2 separate regions of the Mus musculus genome follow, and region 2 is linked to region 1. A link is a contact called in public HiChIP or PLAC-seq data. All regions are on one chromosome and are shown on one strand. The core of a region is the stretch at or near the end of the contact, and the rest is flanking DNA. Distances in the headings are between cores, read along the strand shown.

Region 1 (6,074 bases), core at 1,810-4,309:
ATTGGTGAATTGTACAGTATAAAATAACTCAATAATGCTGTAATTAAAAAACAAAATAGACCTTTAGCAACCCTACCTGAAAAATCAACAAATATGTTTTAACCAAAATGTCAGTCTCAAGAAACATTATATCCAGGCACTAAGCTATTTCTCTTAAATATTTAAATCTCTGGAAATTTTTATGAAATGGAAACCCTGCTAAATTGCTATGTCAAAACCATTATCATTCTAACTTAAGAAAATAAATTGAACAGTCCCATGCCCTTCACTGTAATAGAAGCTGATCTGTATCACACATCAAAATCTGCCTTAAAGGTCTGATGACAACTTTTAAAAGGGCACTTTTCATATTTACTCACATGCTGAATATCACAATTATGCCATGTCAGTAACATGTTTTTCCTTGTAATCTATCCACCACTTCCTTCTCTACAATCATCTGCAAGGGACAGACACTTGGGTTATACTGACATTTCTTCTAATGGTTTCCTTCCCTCTCCTAATACTTACTACTCTAGAATCATTCCTCTAGAATAAGTCCAACCTTTGCCATATCCAGACATCACCTATGTCCTGCTAACACATCTGCCAGCCTGTTGTTAAGGTAACAGCAGGTTATTTATGCCTTTGGAGATTCAAAGTGGGTCAAGAATATAATAAACAGACTGTGAGCCCTATGAGGAAAGGGCTATGACTTGTCCACTGTTAGAAACTCTAAACACAAGACAGAGTATTTGGTTTACAGGACACTCAATAAATATTCCTTCCTGTCATTAAACTAAGGCCCATTCACAGATCAGTGCACAAATAACTACAGAGTCAGGCTATTCTGAGGTATATCTAAATTTAGGAAAAAGCCCCTTAAGTCCCAACCTCAGTTTCAGTGACTAAATCTGTCTGTATCTAGGAAGACTATAAGATGAATTCTATTACACTGTGATGGAAACTCAAAACTTTATTATTTAAAAATGACAACACCTTCCCCAGTTTTCCCTACAAAATATTTTGTGTGGGGGCAGGGGACAAACAGATCTAGAAGTCCAGCAACTTACCACCCACCTAATTTCTGCTTATCAGCCTATAATTAGCAGGTCCAGGTTCAAGATGGGCTGATAGCAGGGGCCTGGTAGGGGGCCAGACAGGACAGAACAATGTAACAATGTGACAGCTCGTCACAGTGACATAATTGTTACTTGTATCTACTTCATACATAAATTGCAACGATTAAATGAGTTAATATTTCAAAACACTTAGAATTGTACTATGTAAGTTAAGAAGGTAACTTTTAGTCAATTTCCAATGATAGTCTTATAGAATTGCCATGCTGAAAAAAAAAAATTACTAGGTTTAGAGAAATGTTCTAATTGTACACTTCTTAAATCTAGGGCTAGAAAGAAAGTCCCAGGTTCATGCAAGCTCTTCATTTCATGGCTGGAAGAAAGTAATCATATACCTCATATTTGTTTAAAAAAAAAAAGAGTCACAGAAAGCTTTCACAACTAGTATTAAATGTGATCCTCACAACAGCTTGTAAGGAAGGACAAAAGGACAAATAAAATTCACTCTATTTACAAGTAAGAAACCTGAACCAGAGAGGTTATGTAGTTTGCCAAATGTCACACAGTTGGGTGGAAAGGTACAGATTTCTTTCCTCAAGGCTGCAATTTGGGCTCTGGGCTTATTGATGTCACGTGTGCAAGAGATGATTCCAAACTGCTAAAAGAAGAGTCCAGAAAGCTGGGGCTATCTATATATAGCTCAGTTGTAAAGGGTTTACCTAGTATGCATGAGGCCCTTACATTCAATCTCCGTGCCTGAGAGGGAGACAAAGGCAGAGACAGAGAGAGACGGGAAGAAAGAGATTCTGGTAAAAATGTAAAAACATGAACTTGAAAAGTTAAGGCAATTCTGTTGAGTGGAATTAGAGGTAATTTTAATAATCATTAGCTGGCAAAACATCCATTGAAACCGTAACATAAGATACCATGAATGCATACACCACACACTGCCCAACACAGATTTTCTAAACAGTCTCTCCAAAATACGCCATTCAGAGATTACCAGACCCTGAGAATATGGGCGTCGGTTTAAGATTGAAAAGGCTGCCACTTCCCCTAAATGAAGACCAAAAGGGAAAGGCTCGCCGGAAAGGAGGGTGAGGACACAGAGCTAACGAGGCTCTCGGGGATAACGCGCAGGTTGCAAACTCCCAGGCACCAAGAAGCCTAAGAATAAGCTCGCCATCTCCGGGCTGCATCTTCCCACAGGCTCCGCACCCCAGGGCAAATGGCAAGAACCCGGCAGCTAAAGGTGAAAGCGGACTGGCCATAACTGCAGAATCCGAAATAATCTCCCCGAGAGGCTGCTGCCTGGCGCATACCGGCACAGGACGTTATTTTAAGCACGAGTCCCGGGAGAGCGGCCCGAGCATCTGCCCAAGAGCATCCCATCCGAAATGGGCTCGGGAGGCAGAGCAGGGAGGTACAGCCGGGCAAGGAGGTACAGCCGGGCAGTGGGGTGCAGTCCGGTGGAACCTGCCGGTCCTACAGCCACGGTCCCGGCCGCGCGACCCCTCCCCAGGACAAGGCTCTGCGGCGCGCGTTACCTTGGTGTAGAGCTCGGACGCGGCCATGGCGGGCCCAGCGCCGACGCCCCCCGCCTAGGCGGAGGCCGCAGCTCGCGTGGCGGCCGCCCGCGCGGGTGAAACGGTGGCGGGCGGGGAGCAGGGGAAGGGCCGGGCCGGGCAGGGCGGGCCAAGCTGGCGGGCGGGCCCGGGCGGGCCGGGGCGGGGCGCGTCAGGCGCTAGCGGCGGGCGGGAGCCTGACAGTCATCACCTCCAGGGCTCGGCGGCCGCGTGAGCCCGAGGCGCGTGCTCGGGGGACTCGGGTACCAGCCTCCGCGGCCGTCGCCGCCTCAGTCTCCCCAAGCCGCCTGGTCCACACACACAGCCCTTGCGGTCTCTTCAGTCGCCTCGCGTCCTCAGCGCCCCCTCGCTCCCTCAGTTTCCTCAGCCGCTTCGCCTCCTTAGAGGCCTGGTCTCTGTAGCCTCCTCTGTCTCCTCCGCGGCGCGCGATGCCGCCGCCGCCGCCGCCGCCGCCCTGTGCATTGTGGGAGCGGGAGGAGGCTGCGCTCGAGCGCTGCCACCGCGATCCCTCCCGGCTCTTTCGGGCTCACGCTGCCTCCCATCGGCGGCGGGCACCGAGCATCCTCGGCCCATGCGGCTGGCATCCCAAACCTGCTTTGGCGGAGTGGCCCCCCACAGTGTGCGCGAAGGTGGGGCAGTGAGGGAGCGCGTCCCGCTCGAGGTAGCGACGGTTAGAGTGCCCGCGTAGACCCGGCAGCCTCAAGGCTGCTCCTCCTGGCCCTGCTGTTTGTAGGGAGAGGACTTGAGGTAGGGGAGGGTTCGGGAAAGGCCTTTCTGAGAACCTGCAACTCCAGAAGAGACTTGCTCACGGCAGGGCGGGAAGCTGCACCACCCGGAATTTGAAGGATGCTCAAGGTCACTCTGCATTTGGGTTTGCACCCTTGGTGATGCAAGGACATAGGGTGGCCTCTAACACACAGAAACTCCAATGAACCTGAAAACAAGATGGCACTGGGAAATGGCCCATCTTAGACTTGGGCGTTTACATAGGTTCGCCACCATTCAGAATGAGACCTTTGTTCTGCTGATCGTGACAGCACTACCTGATGCTGATCCTGGAGTCACCTGAAAACGGCAACCTACTGAGAGAAACTCAAGTGTTTGCAGTCTTGACGCAGTCTATTCCGTGCCCTTACACGGACACAGGAATGTGGTCTTTTTCATCCCAACATGTTCTCTCCAGCCACACTTTCGTGCTCACTTGGAATACTCTTTAAAATTTTTAGCCTTTTAAAATGTGTCCATCTTCCTTCTTTAAACCTTAAGTTGTGGCCAGTGCCTATCATGGGAATCCAGTTTTATTGTTTGGCTTGTTGGGTTTTGAGACAGGTCTCACTAAGCAGCCCGGGTTTTCTTCAAACTCGCCATCCTCCTGCCTCTGCCTTGTGAATGGTGAAATTTTAGAGACATGGTTCTGAGACCAGTACAATGGCAGTCAAAGCACAAGCCTGACTCCCTAGTTATGTCTGAACATGAGGTGGGTATTTGAAGGAAGACTGTTCACCACTTTGATGTTTCTGGATTCCATCCTTTCTTTGTCTGCCTGTGAAAGGAGACAAAATGTACTTTGAGCCAGCAGAGCATCCAAAGCAATGAGTTGAGCTCCTGTCTCTTACACTTCCTTCATGCCTGTAGAAGGTGCCTGTTTCCTTACCCTCTAGATATTAGCTACCGGTCAGGACAGTTGAGGAATACTGAGTATGATGGGTTGGTGAGTCGGAGGGGGGGGGGGTAGGAAGAACCAAAACACTCAAAACTCTGAGAGTTCTTATAAAAGTGACTTTTATTTACATGAACAAAAATAAAATTGGAATCATTCTTTCAAAATTTTCAAAGACATACTTTCAACCACCCTGATGTAAGAGAAAGAGAAGATGAGGGGTAGGAGAAAGGGTTTTTTTTCTTTTGGTGGTGGTGGTGGTAAAGTCTCTTTATGTAGCTGACCTAGAACAATTTTACCTCTCTCCCTTGAGTCCCAGGAGTGCTGAAATTGCAGATGCATGCCACCACATACACTTGGGAAATGGGTTTCTGACCACTAACCTCTTGCTTCATTCAGGAAAAGAACAGACTTTAAACAAAACACACCCAACCGGCAATGAGGAGAGGGCCATTCTGATGGTGGACTCTTCTGCCTAATGCATATGTATTTACAGCCTAAAGCACTCTTATTACTAAGATCTGCAAACCAGGAGTAGGGTCCACACCCCAAAAGTCAGTATAAGGTATTATATATTTTATTGTAAATTGATAAAATTTTCAGTTGTTGCTTTATAAATTAAGAACATTTTCTCAACAGAGGAATGGATATAGAACATGTGGTACATTTACACAATGGAGTACTACTCAGCTATTAAAAAGAATGAATTTATGAAATTCCTAGGCAAATGGATGGACCTAGAGGGCATCATGCTAAGTGAGGTAACCCAATCACAAAAGAACTAACACAATATGTACTCACTGATAAGTGGATATTAGCCCAGAAATTTAGAATATCCAAGATATAAGATACAATTTGCTAAATGCATGAAACTCAAGAAGAATGAAGACCAAAGTGTGGACACTTTGCCCCTTCTTAGAATTGGGAACAAAACACCCATGAAAGGAGTTACAGAGACAAAGTTTGGAGCTGAGACAAAAGGATGGACCATCTAGAGACTGCCATATCCGGGGATCCATCCCATAATCAGCTTCCAAACACTGACACCATTGCATACACTAGTAAGATTTTGCTGAAAGGACCCAGATATGGCTGTCTCTTGTGAGACTATGCCGGGGCCTGGCAAACACAGAAGTGGATGCTCACAGTCAGCTATTGGATGGATCACAAGGCCCCCAATGGAGGAGCTAGAGAAAATACCCAAGGAGCTAAAGGGATCTGCAACCCTATAGGTGGAACAACATTATGAACTAACCAGTACCTCCCAGAGCTCTTGTCTCTAGCTGCATATGAATCAGAAGATGGCCTAGTAGGCCATCAGTGGAAAGAGAGGCCCATTGGTCAAGCAAACTTTATAAGCCTCAGTACAAGGGAACGCCAGGGCCAAGAAGTGGGAGTGGGTGGGTGGGGGAGTGCGTGGGGGAGCAGTGGAGGACCTTTGGGATAGCATTGGAAATGTAAATGAAATAAATACCCAATTTAAAAAAAAAACATTTTCTTGTAAGTTGTTTTCAAATGAAAACACTAAGTTTCAGTGGGGGGGGGGGGGTTGTCGGGGGGGGGGCTTTTCCTCCAAAGTTCAGGTGCCCTTTGATTTTCTTTTGTTTTGTTTTTGTTTTTTAACTTAAATGAGTCATATCCTGACAAACCAATTATGAATTAGAAACTATTAATTTGAGGTGTGCTTAATGGTCCTAACATGCTGAATAGCCATGGCGTAGCTTAGCCTCATCTACCCTAAACCTGCTCAAAACAATTAAATTAGCCTGT
Region 2 (5,857 bases), core at 781-3,280, 37 kb before region 1:
CATTTATTACAGTCTCCACCTCTTACTTTACAAAGTTAATATTTTTGTAATTTTCTCTGAAACAATCTACTAGTTCCAGAAAAAAAAAAACCAACCATATACATGTAATATTCAAAGCCTTGAAATGACCTAATTAATACTTTCTTAACTGATGAAAACACATTAAATTTAAACAAATCGAGGAAGCCTATAAAGGAATGGCTGGCCATGCCTAGGATATTTTAAAGACGTACCTTCATGTTAGCAACTCAGATATCCACAGGGCTTTGCAATGAGTACTTGTCAAAAGCTGCACTTCCCAGAGCACGGCAATAACACACCCACTCACCTACACCTGAAGCAAGACATTTATACAAGTTTTTCTGATAATCACTTCTCTCACCTTACTACCACAGCTTAAGAAAGTATCCAAGGAGAAAAAGAAACAGCTATGAATCCTGTATGTTCTTACTATTGCCTCCTAATGCTTTTTCTCCATAATAGTTAGAAGCAAACTTTTATCCTAACATAACGTGCCTCTGTTATTGCTCACACTACCTTCTACTCCTTCCCCAGGACCCAATGCAAATGCAATGAAAATGCAAAGGAACAGAACTAAACTAATCCAGTTACATCCCACACATAGCTCAAGAGAAACAAGGCAAAAAGACAAGGCCTCTAGATCACAGGGAAAACTCCAATACAACAGAGCAGTGAGAATCCAGCAGCCATTAGAAACAGGCCAGACACCTGCTATGGACCAATCTACCTTCAACATTAGACTCTTTACTCCTTCAATATCATCTTCAAATACCTTGATGGCTGGCCAAGCTCCTTGAGCCAACTGATGGGCAACACACATGTTGATTTTATTGAAGATCAAAGGACACGAGATGAAAAGGCTGGGTTGAGAGGAAGCAGGAAAGGTAACTCTACAGGTTTAACTCAAGGTTCTCTCTAGGGCCACATCAAGGTGTAAAGCCACAAAGCATGTTTGAGATGGGACATAAGTTAAGTACTCAAAGTAGAGAGATTAATAATGTGGTAAGCAAGAAAGTAAACAATGATAGGAACTGGTAGGAGAAGAAAAACAAGGGTTTGGGATTTGAGATAAAAACTATGAATAAAGCAAAGCAACAATTAAAAAGTCCACAACAAATCTGTATAAGATGAAGGAATGAGAAAAAGCTTTAAAAGGGTCAAATTAAAATACAGACAGTCTGGTTCAGTGGTAGAGTACTTGCCTAGCATGCAAGTACCTGGGGGTGAACCCTGGGTTCAATCCCCAGGACTGTAAGATAAATAAATATTTTTTAAAAAATAAAAATAGGAACACATCAGAACTGTGATAATTGGATTCACTTGAACTTAAATAAGAACTAACATTGAAGTAAGAGATGAGATTAGGGATAAAATGATAGGCTAAACTTTGTAATTTACAAAATCTGAAAAAATGTTAGCATAGATTTAAGTTGCATAATATAGCTTGCAAGGAAAATGAAAGTTATCTGTAATTGTCACAATACAACGTAATTGATCTGCCTGGTAGTAATAAGGTAATTCTGACAGTCTAATGCAAGTGCACTAGAAAGGCAGGCTCCAGGGACATGCTTGCTCTGGTATGCACTAGAGAGGGGCACTAGACCATGCCACCTCATGCAGTATAATCCTTGCACCTTCTCGGGAGATACATCTCTCCCTGCTTAATAAGGAAGCACCAGTCTTCTTTTTGTTTTCTGCCACAATGACAATACTGAAGAGATCCGTGATTAGTGCAAATGACTCGCTGAAGTTGTGCTAACTTGCACTTTGTTAGTCAAGGAAGCCTGAAGAAGGAACACCAAAAGCAGCTGTGTTTCTGGTGCCTCAGACTTTTGGGAACAAAACCAACAGCATTAGCAAGAACCAGCCAACTCTTGAAACCCAACAAACCTGACTCACATGATCTTCTCTGTCCCCCTGAATTCTTTCATATGCTGTCCAATTCACATAGTATGTGAGCATCTTCCTACATTCCACATTAAGTCATCAGCATCTGATTTGTGTTGGTGCGTTTATCCATTGTGAATGTTTGCAAAATGACTTTGTATGATTTCAACACATCCAGTGTGTGTGTGTCCCTCTGAGCCATGAGCTGAAGACAGAAATTATCACCAGTGTCCACTCCTCTGAACTGGACAAATTAATGTCATTCTACATGACTACTCACAATTATGGAATGTCTGGGATAAAATATTCCAGAGCTGTTATTTTAAAATGTACACAACAGGTTTCCAAAGTAAATAGGGAAATATTAAAACAAAAAGACCTAGAAAATCTTGAAAAATGTCACACTTAGTAATTGTATATGTAATTTAAAAACATTATGAAATATACATACAAGAGAAGATAAATGTATGTATACACATACACACAGTGATACAACAAACCATCATATAGCTATCTCTCAGGCTCAGAAACAGAGTAGCAGTGATTGTTCTGAACCCCTCAACAGAACAGCCTCTTCAGCACTCCTCCTGCTGTTTCACTTCACTGTTCTCCACTCATGTCAGTCTATATTTGCTGTACCCTGAAGGGCCATGCTGGGTCACATGTCTATGCCTTTGCTTCAGTTCTTTCCTCCATTTGGATCACCGCTCCTCTATTTCCAACCAGTAGGACACCATTTACCCTTCTGATCTGTCCTCAGTGCCTTTCCTTACCTGTCACTTGGCACTTCATTCTCAATGTTTCCTGTATCTCATACAGTCTTCAACTAAGCTTTTCATTCCACTACTTGATGACTTATCCCAATCTAGAGACTGTGAGCTCCTTGAAAGGAAGTATGTCTTTTTCACCTTTGCCTCTCTGGAATTTTACACAAGCCCTGCCCTTAATAATCTTTCATGAACTCTGGTCATGTACTCATCACACCTGGGTAGAAATGATGATAAGCTAAATAGCAATAACAACTCTAACAAAATTTATCACAGATCTTTGAAGAAATGAAGCTGTAATTATTGAGCATTTTCTGTGTACTCAGGGATTTTACATAAATAAGTTTACCCAAATCATTACAATAACCCCGTTATTAACACATACTGAAACAGAGCATAAATGTGGTTAAAAAATGGTTTTTGAATGTGTCTATGGTAAAAACTTTCCACTCAACATGTACCTCTTGTTAAAAATAGAGATCAATTTCTTCTTCCCAAATTATTATTAGCATCATAACTGAAACAGTTACTAATGTGATTCATATGCCCAGGCATAATTTAGGAATATTTCACCTAAGACAACATGTCAAAACCACACCCATCTACCTGGCATCCTTCCTGCTCCAGTGCTCTGACTGGCTAGAACCTCAGGGTGAGTCTGTCAGGGAAAAACAGCACCAGTGAGAAGATAGCTGGCATTAAGGACTAAAACTTAACAAACAGGTAAGTTCTGATCCATGAACTTCTCTAAATGAACAAAATAATGGGTTGGTTTAAAATTTTTTTATAATTCTTGAAATTATTTTGCTTGTACAATAAAATGTGCATAGTTTAAAAGTAAGTCAGGCTCCCAGGATTAATGTGAGGGAGGATCATCTGATTGTGTGGGTGGTGCCCTAATAAACCAGCTACTGGTCTTGACCCTAAACTAACCCCAGTTCAGAGATCCATCAAGCAGGAGAACCTGGTGATATGGTAAGTATCTATGTTTCTAGTTAAACTACCACCAGTAAAGTTCCTGCCCCCCAAATAAGTAAATAAGTTGACTCTTAGCGGGGAATGTAGCTAGCTTGACAGACAGAGCATTTGTATAACATGCAGGAAGCCCAGGCTTGAATCAAAATCACCCATAAATGGGACACATTAGTAACACAAGCATTGGTGGAGACAAGAGCACAGAAGTGCAAGGTCAGCCTCCAATACTCAGTGAGGTTGAGGCCAGTCAGCCCGTGGTACATGTGACCCTGTCTTACACACACACCCACACACACCAAAATTCAAGTCAACTTCTACTAAGCATTATAATTGTAATTCTTTTAAAGTTATAAGAAAAACAAGAACTATAAAATTAATGGAGAGTCATAAAAATCATACTAAGGTAGCAAAAGTCAGATGATTTTATTTCTCTAGGATTTTAGTGTTAGATAAAAAAGTTTGGAATGATTTTTTTTTTTTTTTTTTTGGTTTTTCGAGACAGGGTTTCTCTATGTAGCCCGGGCTGTCCTGGCACTCACTTTGTAGACCAAGCTGGCCTCGAACTCAGAAATCCGCCTGCCTCTGCCTCCCAAATGCTGGGATTAAGGGCGTGCGCCACCACGCCCGGCTTGGAATGATTATTTTTAGGCACTGAGGTTATTTAATATTTCTGTAGATTATTTTTGGAACTACATCTCACTTTGTAAGAACATCTTTAACATACATACCAAGAAAAATTATCCTTTCTATTTACAATAGAAATTAGTCAGTGATATTTAAAGATAAATTACAAAATCCTAAATGAATATATTAATTAACAGTAGAACTGAATTGCAATAAATAAGGAATTGTGCTGTCATCACAAAGCTTTGATTAGGACAGTAGAAGTACTGACTGTATTAAAGTCTTACAAAGTGCTTCATTACTGTTATTAAAAAAATTCCTTGTTCAACAATAAAGTCTGAGTTAGTCCAAAAGTCATTGAACAAACAACAGAATCACGTTTAAACTTACAATTAGCACAGGATAATGCTTCACAATGCTTCCTAATGCTTATGATACAACAAGAACAATCTCAATGAACAATTAAGAAAAGAACTCACATCTTCCTATCATTTTACACTTGTCTGGCAACTTAAAGAAAGGTATAAAATGTGTGTCATGTTACATGTGTATATGCCTTAATAAAGAGGTGTTGTCCTCCATTTAGGCTATCATCATATAAAAGAATAAGAAATGAAAACAGTCATGGGCAGTTTTTTAAATGTTTTAAATAAAATATTCTATGTTGAATTTTAAGGAATAGTGGAGTTAAACTACACACATAGGAGGCAATGTGCTTAAGATACTTGAAATAGTACCTGTAAATAACAGGCAGGCAATGGATGTCCTTCCCTTCTGGATATAACAAGTAGCTACCTGTTCCCAAGATTGAGGGCAGACACTCCTAGGCTGAGATCACAGTGTTACTAAGCTCAGAGCATGTTCGAGGTCTTCCATGACAATACTTAAGACATACATCCAGGCAGTAAGCACTAGCTACTCTCATTAATATTAACAGTATATGCTGTGTGGTGGCAGCTCATGCCTTTAATCCCAGCACTCAAGAGGGAGGGGCAGGTGGATCTCTGTGAGTTTGAGCTCAGCCTGGTCTACAGAGTGAGTTCCAAGACAGCCAGGACTATACAGAGAAATCCTGTCTTGAGAAAAACAGAACAGTCTGCTTTTTAGACTACATTATTTTTGCTCTTACATAGTTGTTCTTATATATCTACCCACTCCTGCTTAAATTTCCCTATAGCCCAGACCTTTTCAACTAAACTCCAGACTCCAGGTTCAGAAAACTGCCTACATCTCCAGTTGTCTCAGAGCATCTTAACTTTAACAAGTGCAACAACAGCACAGTTCTCCCATCTCTGTGTCCTTCCTGTAGTGAGTAACAGAAGAGCACCTCTACCAGAAAGTTACTTGCTCTTGGAGGAAACTGGTCCTTAGCCTTGTCCCCACCTCTGTCAATCAAATCCTACCGGTCATATTTATCTAGATTTAGCAGCTCCCTTGCATCTCCACAGTCAGTATTCTAATCCTAACCATTATCTTGCCTGGTTAGGATTAACTTTCTATCAAGCTTTCTCTCCCCATTCTCTATTCAATAGCCAAAGTGGTCTTTTTGAAATGGAAAAATCTGACTGCCTGACCCTTGCTTA

The links. HiChIP or PLAC-seq counts read pairs in DNA pulled down with a chosen protein or histone mark.
Region 2: a contact with region 1 is called in an H3K4me3 HiChIP or PLAC-seq map of bone marrow-derived macrophages, with 3 times the contacts expected there. The contact joins the enhancer-like site here to the promoter of Myo5a in region 1. A contact is called at or near these places in 6 of 39 promoter capture datasets (the 3T3-L1 cell line, 3T3-L1-derived adipocytes, the C10 cell line and 3 more), 2 of 15 datasets of contacts at CTCF or cohesin (CD8 T cells and the NIH/3T3 cell line), 12 of 484 Hi-C or Micro-C datasets (the G1E-ER4 cell line, LSK cells, Th1 cells and 6 more), 10 of 115 datasets of contacts at active chromatin or transcription factors (CD8 T cells, the HPC-7 cell line, the SCID.adh cell line and 5 more) and 4 of 9 other capture datasets (adipose tissue, embryonic stem cells, liver and 1 more).

What each region holds. Positions count from the first base shown.
Region 1 is chr9:75,068,191-75,074,264 of GRCm38.p6, reverse strand. Myo5a (myosin VA) reads right to left here and starts at 3,059. Exons shown (of 41, transcript NM_010864.2): 1 at 2,606-3,059. The coding sequence starts at 2,632.
Region 2 is chr9:75,104,349-75,110,205 of GRCm38.p6, reverse strand. The region is part of intron 1 of Myo5a (myosin VA); the gene reads right to left. Among named protein-coding and RNA genes, the nearest start is that of Myo5a, 36 kb to the right of the region's middle. Within about 2 kb of position 2,030, at least 17 of the 459 cell types and tissues checked have an H3K27ac peak or open chromatin away from gene starts, as enhancers often do. A contact at or near this core is called in the NIH/3T3 cell line and bone marrow-derived macrophages, where this site is marked.